Linked DNA regions of Mus musculus: region 1 is linked to region 2. A link is a contact called in public Hi-C data. All regions are on one chromosome and are shown on one strand. Each heading gives the region's core, a stretch centred on a gene start, on an enhancer-like site or on the middle of the called end of the contact. The rest is flanking DNA. Distances are from core to core; before and after follow the strand shown. Region 1 overlaps Rasgrf1 (RAS protein-specific guanine nucleotide-releasing factor 1). Region 2 holds the start of 4930524O08Rik (RIKEN cDNA 4930524O08 gene).

The links. A called contact is a pair of places that touch in the nucleus more often than the background predicts.
Region 1: a Hi-C map of bone marrow-derived macrophages shows a contact between it and region 2, with 32 read pairs. The contact joins the enhancer-like site here to the promoter of 4930524O08Rik in region 2. A contact is called at or near these places in 1 of 484 Hi-C or Micro-C datasets (bone marrow-derived macrophages), 6 of 115 datasets of contacts at active chromatin or transcription factors (bone marrow-derived macrophages, embryonic stem cells, extraembryonic endoderm stem cells and 3 more) and 2 of 9 other capture datasets (bone marrow-derived macrophages and embryonic stem cells).

The regions. Positions count from the first base shown.
Region 1 is chr9:90,018,382-90,024,492 of GRCm38.p6, forward strand. It overlaps Rasgrf1 (RAS protein-specific guanine nucleotide-releasing factor 1), which reads left to right. Exons shown (of 27, transcript NM_011245.2): 25 at 1,932-2,049; 26 at 2,982-3,050. Among named protein-coding and RNA genes, the nearest start is that of Ctsh, 33 kb to the right of the region's middle. Within about 2 kb of position 3,245, at least 29 of the 459 cell types and tissues checked have an H3K27ac peak or open chromatin away from gene starts, as enhancers often do. A contact at or near this core is called in bone marrow-derived macrophages and microglia, where this site is marked.
Region 2 is chr9:89,823,482-89,829,256 of GRCm38.p6, forward strand. It overlaps 4930524O08Rik (RIKEN cDNA 4930524O08 gene), which reads left to right and starts at 3,038. Exons shown (of 6, transcript NR_040735.1): 1 at 3,038-3,756.

The sequences.
Region 1 (6,111 bases), core at 1,995-4,494, 200 kb after region 2:
CCCATCTGTGCTATCCGGCCGTCTCTCCTCCGCCCGGGCTCCCTGGAGCCCTTGTGGACTGTGCTTATACGAAGCTGCCCCTGTGCATTTACCAACTGTCCGTCTGCCTCTGGGCGTTGCTCCATCTGCCTCCTTCACACGGCTTCCTCATCCACTGCAACCACTACTGCTACCTAACTGTCTCCGTGGCTCCCATTCTGTCTGACCCTCTCCTGACTGTCTTCCCTTTCAGGTCACCTGTATGCCTGTGTAAGTGCCTCCCCTAGAACCCTCTGCTGCCTGTGGCACAGGGCAGAGTGCTCAGGGGTTTTCTGGGAACCAAGGTCTTTCTGTAAGGCAGATCTGCCCTGTGAAGATGGAGAGCAAACCATGTCCAGTGATGCTGGGGTGTTTGTTTCACCAGGAAAGGAACAAAAAGCAGAAGATAATTACCTGGCAACAGTCTTCAGGCAGAAATGGTGACCCACCCAAAGAGTCTTGTAGTGACTCTCCCATGTGGGTCCCCACCCCATTCATAAGTCCCTGGAATCTTATTCAGCATGTTGTCACTGGGTTCTTACTCTGGAAACTCCTCATCTTACTGGTCTTAGTGATTTCCATTAAAAATTTCAGGCAGGATTTATAGTGCAGTATAAAAGACATATACAGACCTATAGAGTTCATTATAGAGTTTATGATACATGCCAAAGGGATGAGAATGAACAAGAAGGGGACCACTGTGGTGACCCACATGCTTAGCTAGGCATCACACTCTAAAAGATCTCTGGAACAGCTTCCTAAAAAGCATTTCCCTGTCCAAGTGATTGACGGGTCCATTTGGATTAACTCTTAACAGTGGGACAATGCTGTATCTTACTAGATAGTTATCTATTAATGACCTCCTAGGCAGTTCAGAATGTCATATCTTAGGCCAGGAATATAGCTTAGTTGGTAGAGTGTTTACTTAGTTCTCTGAGTTTGATCCCCAGTACCAATAGAATCAGGTTCCATGGTCAGGACAGCCAGGGCTAGGTAGAGAGACCCAGTGGCAAAAACAACAACAACAAATCAGATGGGATGGTACTTTTAGTCCCAGCACAGGGGAGATGGAGAAAGGTTCAAGGTCTGTACCCCCCATTTTCCCACCATGGCAAGAGTTTCAAGCAGCCAGAGGAACAATTCCTCTGGCATCTCTCTGTGCTGAGCCGTGGTGCATTATCTCAGGAGTCCCCCAAAGTTGCTGAAGGGAGGAGGGTAGCGGCTGCTCACTCCATCATCAATCCCATTATTCCTTTCCCCCCTGAACCCTTCCAAGGTACCAGAAAGCTGCCATGGTCCACAGACATGAGCCCATGCTCAGAGCTACACATCAGAGGCCTGGTCCGTCGCACCAGAGTCTCAATCTCTTATAACTACAGACCCTGAGAATCACCCACCCTTTCCAGAAGACACTTCCAGGAAAATGGTCAGAGGGCCAGGGTTTTCTGCTCTGGCCCTCAAGCCTAGGTGACAAGAAGACAGGTCTTGGGAACGCCGCACTGAGTGACTGCTGGAACTTGGGCATGGGTGGCACGGCCTCCCCAGAGGTGACTGAACACAGAATAACAGTGGAAAAACTGTGAACCAGGAGGTAGCTGGGGAACAGCTGGGGGACTCCACTGTGCATATGCCAGAGAAGTAAAGAAAGGCATTTGGGGTCATAGAGGGAGGAGATTTAAATAAGACCCCTTCTCCTAGCCTGCGCGTGAGGGCCCAGGCAGCTTCATACTATCTAGCCCACCTTCCAGCCTGGCTGGGGGGGTCTATCAAGGCCTGTGTGTGCCCTGTGATTCTTCATAACTATAAACCCCTTTGCCTCTAGCCAGGCAAGACCTGCATGCAGAGTGCTCTGCTCTCAGCAGAAGTTCCTTTCCTTAAGTAAAAAACTTTTGTGGATGCCATTTCTTTCCAAGTTGTGATCCACCCTGTGTCCCTTACCTGGGGATGTATCTCACCGACTTGGTGTTCATCGAGGAGGGGACACCCAATTACACAGAGGACGGCCTGGTCAACTTCTCCAAGATGAGAATGGTAAGTCTCGCTGGGCGAATGGGGGCACTACCCACTCCAGACTGAACTACCCTTTCTCTGCCCCAGCACAGCCTGTGCCTGGCTTGAGGCCTCCAGTAAAAACCATGGCTGACGCTCATGTCCTTAGCCCTGTGTTTCCTGCCTTTCCCACTTCAGCCCAGTCCCCCTTCCTTACAGGGGAGGATGGGTGAGGTCAAGATAACCCACCTATGTGCAAAGAAGAGCTGGGTCTGACCTCAAAGCCCACCTCACCTTCACATCTCGCCCTTCATTGGCCACAGAAATGCTTGTTTTGTGTAACTACAGAAAAATCACCCTGCAGCAACACCACCCAAGAAAGCAAGTTTCAAATCTGTTCTAGTAGATTCATGCCATGAGAGTGAGAGGATCTAAAGAGACCTATCTGAGCAGGCACAGGACTCCTAGCTGTCCATGTCTCTCACTCACCCCAGCCAAAGAGCCTCTATTTGCACCCACTAGGTAAAATGTGCTTACACATTTAAAAAAGGATATCTTTCAAACGCAAACGAGGAGCTCCATCTTGGTGATGGAGGGAAGCCCTTATGCTTTGCATCCTGCCGTGCACACATTAGACACCCACACGTCTGGCACCCACTTTGATTGGAAGCCTGACATTTGGTTGTAGTGGTGTTGGGAAATCTGCAGCCCTGGCTAAGAGCGTTCTCTTTAAAACACACACACACACACACACACACACACACACACACACACACACACACACACACACTAGCACAGCTCTCCCACACACAGACAGATTTCACCTCGGAAACAGGTGGCTGGTGTAAAGAAAGCCAGCAGAGTTTTCCAGGAGTCAATGTGACTTCAGAGATAGCTAGCTACCAATGACCCTTTCCAGCCACAAGGCAACACAAGAGAACAGACTGTTCTAAAACCCCTCCTCCTTCCTGCAGATCTCCCATATTATCCGAGAGATTCGCCAGTTTCAGCAGACTACCTACAAAATCGACCCCCAGCCAAAGGTAAGAGGTCTCTCCATCCCTTCCCAGTGGTGCTGTCTGCATAGGCTCTGCCTTCTCCCGAAGCATCTTCCCTCAACCCTTCAAGGATCCTAACGCTCCAGCTTAAATATGCCATTGCCTTACAGAAGCCATACCTATTCCTGTTCCCTGGCCATTAAGCAAGTTGGTCCTTCCTTGTAATTCTTGCCTGGTTTCACTTCCCCTGAGTGGCTTAAAACAACATCTGCACTCCTACAAGGCTAGGGGGTGGCTCCGAACATCCCCTTTGGTTGGTTGGTTAGTTGTGCTTTTGCTTGTTTTTCAGTTTACAGGGTGTACGTGCATGTATGTGTATGCTCATATACACATGTACCACAGTGCCTATGGAAATAGGACTATTTGTAGGAGTCACTTTTCTCCCTCCATCATATAAATTCTAGGAATTAAATTTATATCACAAGGCTTGTCAGCAAGTACCTTTACCAGCTGGGCCAACTTGATCATGCTCCCTTTGTATGGTGCTGAAGCTCAAAACTAGGACTTTGCAAATGGAAGTCAGGAATCTGAGCCATATCCCCAATCCCAGATACTTCTCTTCTTGAAAAGCATTATACGTCCACGTTGCAGAAGTCACAGGCTTTTCTCCCAAAGACAAGAGTATGCTGCTTCTCAAGTCTATATCCAGGACAGATCATAAACACATCATATTTTTTCTACTATGGTGTCACTTGCCATCCATAGCCCAACACCATTCTGTTTTCCCATATGTCTGGAGTCACTTCTTCCTGTGACAGAGTCCTTATTCTTGTTTAAAATGGCAGAGAAAGCCATTCCTCTCACTAATCCTTTATGTGGATGGACATCTAGCTCACTTTAGTCTTTCTCTGCTACTAACCAAACCCAAAGAACTATCTTGTGTTGGAGTTGGTGATGTTGGTGGTAGAGTACTTGCTTAACATGCATAAGGCCCTGCCTTGGCATAAATCCAGGCCTGGTGGCCTGGACCTATAATTCCAGCACTTAAAAGGTGAAAGCAAAGGATCAGAAGTTCCAGGACATTCTTGGCTGCATAGAAAATTTGAAGCCAGCCTGGACTACCTGAAACCCCATCTCAAAAAAAAAAAAACAAAAACAAAAACAAAAACAACAACAACAACAACAAAGCATTGTTGGGTATGATGGTACATACCCTTAATCTCAGTACTGAGGAAGCAGAGGCAGGTGGATCTCTGTGAGGTCAAGGCAGGCCAGCCTGGTCTACAGAGTGAGTTTCAGGACAGCCACAGCTACGGGTCTCAAAAAACGACAACAAAATTTAATTCTGTGCCTTGTTCTGTTCTGTCATGTAGAAAAGATCTATGGAGAACTAACTGGGCCATTAGTATGTTGCTTTTCATTCATTCAATAGACACATTTATAGAAGGAGTACTGTGCTTCCAGTACTATCTCAGGCCACGTAGCACAGTACACAAAATAGATAGCACTTGTCTGCATGAGTTTGCACTCTGAAGGGAAATAGATAAAAAAGTAAAACCACAGTAGCAATCAGTGGTAGAATGTAGAATGCTTGCTTAGCATGATTGAGGCCCTAGGGTTCAATCCAACCTAGTAGCGTAAAAAGAAAAAAATCAATCACACACACACACACACACACACACACACACACACACACACATACACACACACACAATATTACCCTAGGTTAAAGAACACCAAGACCCGCAAAGAGAGAACTGACCCTGACTCCCAAAAGTTATCGTCTGATATCCACACGCACACCGTGGCATATGAATGCCACACACACACACACACACACACACACACACACACACACACACACACACATACACACCACGTATACACACATAATAATAATGTACAAGTACTCTAAAGACTGTATGAAGATTTAAAGGGCACTTGAAATTTGAATATGACTTGTATATCAGATAAATACCATTGTCTGGCAGTTACGTGTCATGACTGTCATAGAAATGCTCTATAAGAAGATAACTCTTACACTCAGGGACATGGCTGAGGAAGTGTCATGATGCTCAGGATGATTCCAGCCAGAGGTGCTGAGATTGTAAGCTCTGAGTTCAGTCTCCAGCACACACACACACACACACACACACACACACACACACACATGCACAGTCTAGCCCAAAAATGTATGTGGTCTCTCTGTTACTTTTATTTTTTTTTTAAAGACAGTGTCTCCCTAGGAAGCTATGCCTGGCCTGGAGCTCAATGTAGTCCAGCTTGGCCTTGAACTCATAAAGATTGCCCTCACTCTGCTTCCCACCACATCTAGCAAGCTCCTGAGGGCTAGGATTAACTTCTAGCAAGCTAGGCAAGCACTCTACCACCTGACTTACATCCCTAGCCACACATCATTTAGCCTATAATAAAGAAGAATATTAAGGACTGAGGAGATGGCCTAGCACAGTGGTTCTCAACCTGTGCATCATAGCCTCTTTGGAGACAAACAACCCCTTCACGAGAGTCACCTAAGATCATCTGTCAACACAGATATTGACATTACAATTTTTAACAGTAGCAACAAAACTAACTTATGGCTGGGATCACCACAACATGAGGAACTAAAGGGTCCCAGCACTAGGAAGGTTGAGAACCACTTGCTGAACGAGTAAAACAATTTGTTATATAAGCATGAGGACCCGAGTTCAAATCCCCAAAGCCCATAAGATCCAGTCACGGTGCCTGTTCACCGTGTATTCCTAAGCACCATGTTCCTATGACAAGATGGGAGTCTCTGACCCCTACGACTGGGAGTCAGAAACCTGAAAATCTCCAGACACTCAGACTGTCTTAGGCTTTTATTGCTGTGAAGAGACACCATGACCACAGTAATTCTTATAAAGGAAAACATTTAAATGGGACTGGCTTATGGTTTGGCTGTTTAGTTCATGGCAGGAAGCATGGTGGCATGCAGGCAGACATAGTACTGGAGAAGCAGCTGAGTGTTCTACATCTGGGTCCATAGGCAGAAGAGAGTGACAGCAATACACTGGACAAGCTTGCCCTGCTGAGACCTCAAGCCCACTCCCTACTGACACACCTC
Region 2 (5,775 bases), core at 1,788-4,287:
TCATCTTCAACACCTACTATGGCCTCTGGCAGTCGCTGTACAAACCCTGACTCACCCAAAACATCTGGAGACCTTAGTCCCACTCCACAGGCTCTGGCAGTCATAGCGTATTTGCACTGGGAATGCCACATTCAAATATAGCCAGCCGGTCTACCTGTCCCGTCTGCTGCTCCTTGTGGTGCCTCTCTTTGTGGTTCCAAAGCAGGTGCTCTCCCCAAGGAAATCGTGAATGTAAAAATACTTCAAAAGCATCTTCCAGTTTCTCTCTCTCTCTTGCTCTACATCTGCTGGGCGCAGCAGACCTGCCTAAAGTAATGGGATCGGAACAAGTAGGGACCAAGGTTCTAAAACTGACAGCTAGTGGGTCATTAATCATGAGACACAAGGGACAGAGCTGAGGGGAAGCCAGAGGAAATTTCCTAGAGAGAAAGGGATGTCACTGGAGAGAGGTCATTAATGACCCAGCTTCTTTCCTTGATAAAACAGGCTCAGAAGGTTAGTCTGGAATTCGCTGGAGGTCCTTTTCATCTTGGCTTAATGATGGGATGGGGTGTGACAGCCATACGGATGTGTTGCTACAATACGTAATTATACATCCAGGGTGATCCGAAGCCAACTTTTAAACTCTAGCTGAAGCCTATTGATTAAAGACGTTTGACACCTGGGGGATGGGGGGGGAAGGTGAGTGCCCTAATTGGACTCTATTGTACTTTGGATGAGGCACTGGGAGTCAGGTGCCTCTCATCTGCAAATACCCTGTGGTTGGGCACAGCACAGAACACTGTGCTCTGTGCTTCAGCTCTGAGTTAACCCTACCTGGGATGGTGTCCCGGCTTCACCCCTTAATGCAGTGGTTCTCAGCCTGTGGGTTATGACCTTTGAGGAATTGAAAGACCCTTTTACAGAGGTCAACTAAGACCACCTGTATATCAAATCTTTATATTCTGATTAATAACAGTAACAAAATTACAGTTATGAAGTAGCAACAAAAAATAATTTTATGGTGGGGGGGGGGGTCACCACAACATGAAGAACTGTTATTAAATGGCCACGGCATTGGGAAGGTTGTCTCTAGAAGTTGCTTGAGCTTTGAGCATCTGTCAATCATTCCCTGGGTCTCTCCCTCACTAAATCGATGGGAGGGTCAAGAAGGCTATCTATAAAGCGCTTACAGGCATGAATGAATTGTATTTAATGGGAATGGAGGTGAAATTCTGCATGTAATAATATCCAAGGAGCAAGTGCAGCTGTATTCAGTACGGCGGGACACGGCTTGAGAGCAGCGGGGAGTGTCTTGTCAATCCACCCTTGCATTCGCTTATTTAATAGGCGTAGGGATTTTCAGTGGCCATGACAGTGAGAATTCACAGAACAGTGGGCATGCTATGCACTCCACGCCTAGATTCTGGATATTTGGACTTCAGTAACACAGTGAAGGAGATGGTGACCATGTCACGGGCAAGTGAGGACCAGCCTCAAACAGTCCAGTGTGGACAGAGGCAGACTTGATGGCCACGGTGGTTAGGGAAGAGAGAGTAACACAGAACCCAGCCATAGTGTTCACTGGTGTGGTAGAGAAAGGGAGAAGTGGGATGGGAGGACCTTGTTCTAGCTGGGAATATAAGATGTCCATGAGATCCTGGCCCTCTCAGACCCCAAGGACAAAGATAAGCATAACATTTGAATGCTTGGTAATTTCTCACGTATCCAGGACACCCTCATACAGAAGACTTGGGGTGGGGATCAGGTAAGTGGTGGGAAGTCACTGGTGCCCCAGTGTTGATAAACTGTTCTGTGGGTGTGGCCCTATGTTATTGTGCAGGGAGGGGGGGCCAGGAGAGCTGCCAGTCTCCAGGCCTTGTAAGGAACAGAGAGGACATGTGGACTTCTGCATGAGTGACTTGCCAAGCCCAGTGACAGATCAAAGCAAGGTGTGGGCCAGGGAATGTCAAGATAAGATCCTGTCACCAGGAAATGAGAAACTGAAGAGGAGAGTTATGGGTTGTCCGAAACTGCTATACAGCCAGAAATTCAGTCCAGAAACTGGGACAAGGACCTCAGTCAGACACCTTGGGGACGTGCTCAGAATGCTCTAGTGGACACACCAGTGGCTCCAACAGTTGGGCATGATGTCTCCTGAGGTGCTGAGTGCCCCTCGTCAGTCCTGTGAGTGCCACATGGGCCAGCTGCAAATCACAATTAAAAGCCCAGCGATTCCGTGGTGTCTGGGAGAGGACTAGACATTGTCTTCAGTGAAGGTGTGTGCTCTCCTGTAACAACACCTTTGCAGCCATGTCTCTGTAAGCAACACTAACAAAACTCAGTAGTTCCTCTTTGTAAAGAAGACATGAATGTAACATTGTGGGGCCTAGCTGGGGTGGGAGGAAGGCTCAGCAGGAGAGGCAAAGTGACAGGAAAGGGTAATGGAGGTGACTAGGAGTAAAATACGTGCTATATATGTAAGAGACTGTCATAATAAAACCCATTATCATGCCTAAGTAACATATGCTAAATTTTTTAAAAAACTACATAGTAAAACTTAGAGGAAAATATGCCACACACAGATATACACATGCATTCATACATACATATATAAATATATACACATATACATATATACACAATACATAAATGCACACACATAGATACATACACCCACATATATGCAAACACATAAGCAAATATACACACACACAAATATATACACATATATACTCACATGGACACGCACACAGCCCCACCATCAACACCTTTTCTGGTATGCGATAAGTCACTCTCCAGTTCCAAGACTCAGTTTCTGTAAGTACATGGTGATAACAGGCCTACTTCCCAGAGCTATTGTGAGAATCAAGTGAACTAACCGTGGTGACTTAGCCTCCCTCTTCCACCTCTACTCATGATTTGCAAAAAGGAGACAGAACCGGTCACCGATTCCGTGGCAGTGTGAAACTGACTAGAAACTGAAGCCAGCCATCATCCATCCTTGTAGCTTAACAGAGCCCGCCAGGACTGCCTGTTGTCAGTTCCTGTCTTTGGAGTTCCCAGGGATCACGTTGGGATTACAGGACAGGAAAACCAGCAGGCAGAGGTATACAGAGCTGAGACCATTTGCCCTGGTTGTCAGTTCTGATCTAGGGGACTTGGCTTTTTTTGTTGTTTGTTTGTTTGTTTGTTTGTTGTTTTCTTCATTTTTCTTTGGCTTTTAAAGCACGTCTACTCAGTATTGGTGACCAAAAAGGAGCCCGATGTGAGCGTTCTGAAGGTAAGGCCTCTCCCCTGAAGCTTTATCACTAATGCACTCAAAGCGGCAAAGCCACCTCAAGAAACGCAGACAAAACACTGGACCTTTGTCTCCTACAACTGCTGGTCTGCACAAATGCTCCCTAGACCTCAGGGGATTTCACAGACCTCCTAGATGCCAGGTTGAAGGCTGACAGTGCCCATCCCCCATCACTGCAGTTATGTAAGCCTGCTTCCGGTAAAAGGCCCTGGCGAAAATCACACGCAGTTAGTGGCATCGCCAAGGGAACATTGTCCATCATGTCTCTTTGGGCCTCCTGATGCTCCACTCGATGTGAGAATATGAGGATCAATCAAGAGAAGAGACTAACCTCGAGACAGAGCACTAAATCGAGCAGAAAACAGGAAGGCCTGTCTTGGGCCTCCATTTGCGTAAACCTACAGACGCCATCAACTCCTCCAACAGCCAAGGCCTTTTCTGACCACAAGGGGGCGCCCGCATCATGCTTTAATATAGTACGTGCTTGGGATGTTGAGAGCGTGGAAGACTGCAGTCTCAAAATACAGATAGGGAAACTGAGGCCAGGAGAAAGCAAAGGGTTCCTAAGTCATTCTGGGTAATTTTCTTCTCTGTGATCTTCACTCCCATTAAATTGAGTCATGGCTTCCACCAAGGAATACGTTTTACGGATATTCCTCCGACACCCGGATGAAGAATGCTACTTGCAGACCGCCCCACAAGAGGGAGCACCTGTGAGCCTCTGAGCCCTATACCCACCACGAGCCTTAGACAGAATGAGCTTCGTACAAGATTTTGATCCAGGGATTCTGGCTGGGATGTGGAAATTGCTAGTCTAGGTAGTCTCAGAGGAGACCCACCATCCAGAAGCTTCCCAGATCTAATCCAGAAATGTCTGCAGCTTCCAACATCTAGAGAAGCCTCCGTGAAAAATTCTGCAGGCAACAAGGGTTAAAACCAAGTCGTTCACTTCAGACAGTACTGTCACAAGGCCAAGACAGTCATCAGGGATTGTCACTCAGAGTAACGCTGCTATTTACTCTGCTTGTCCCAATTATCCATCACTGTTTACAAGTAAAGAAAATGACTGTGATGTCGACTCTGACAACCTAGAATGAGCTGGGAAGAAGGTTTTAATGAGGAATTATTTAGATTAGGTTGGCCTGGGGCTATGAAGGAGTTTCGTAATTGGGTGAATTGAGTTGGGAAGACCAACTCATGTAGAAAGCAGGAGGCACCATTTATGGGGTAGGTCCAGGAATGAATGGGTAGAGAGAGGGCTAAGCACTGTCTTACACGTAATTAATGTTTTATCTGTTTCTGTTTAGGGACGTAAGGGGACAAGCTGCTGCTGTTGTAGTTGACCTGTGAACCCTTTCTTCCCTAGCTTGCATTTGTCGGGTACAATGAGGTTCATGGTGTTTAAGAGAGATGTTCTCAGGGATAAAATTACTTCGTTCCCCAGTTTCTCTAGAGAACCCTCACATAAAAAGCAGGAACTGGTGGGTACCTGCTGAGCAGACACCCCAGACTCTTCCAGCGGCTCAGTGACTGCCTCACCGTTTGCACATGTCCCGGCTCTCCACTTATGCCCAGTTCTTCATCCTTACCACCAGGAACTCTGTAGACATTCCCAGATCTGTTTCCTTGGCATGAGTCAGCCTCCCAGAGACAGCCGGGGCCAGCCTGGTGACTGCATAGGGCAGAAGGCTGCCCAGGATTTGTGCCTTCACCATGGCAAGGTGACAAGGAGATTCCTGAGAAGGTGTGTGGTTTCTTCTACATTAGATATTTGGATCCCTGAGGGAAGCAATCTCTTCTAGACCACATGAAAAACAGGCAAGAGTGCCCGAGCACGTACTCACCATTCAGGTGCTCTGGGCTCCACAGGGCAGTGACCGTTTGTTTATTCCAGCCTCCCTCAAATTCAGACTCTCAGATTAAGTGTCTGGACACAGCCACAGAAACCAAAAACATGTAGTTTTTTCCTTCAACGGAGTCTGAAACCAATCGCCATACCACCAAGTCAGGGGGTGCTGATGACACTCCCAGAGCAGACAGACAGTACTGTCCCCTACTGTAGAATAGGAAGGCGTGCCATAGAAGATGGGTTAGTCTGGAATCAGAAAGGGTATCCTAGGGCCCTTCCACTTTTCGTGGGACCTGAAGCTTATAAAGGTGTGTGTATGTGTCTATTTGTATGTGTCTCTGTGTGTGTGTGTGTCTGTCTGTCTATTTCTGTGTATCTGTCTCCATGTGTATGTTTGTCTGTGTCCATAGATCTGTATGTCTGTGTGTCTGTGTGTCTGTATGTGTATCTGTATGTATGTGTGTGTTTCTGTGTGTTTGTATGTGTAAGTGTGTGTCTCTGTGTGTATATCTCTATGTGTATCTGTGTGTCTGTGTGGATTTGCATGTGTAAGTGTATGTATCTGTGTGTATATCTCTATGTGTGTCTGTGTATCTGTATACATGCTCACTTTCAAGGGGTGGGAGCCTGTTTGAACAAAAGGTTA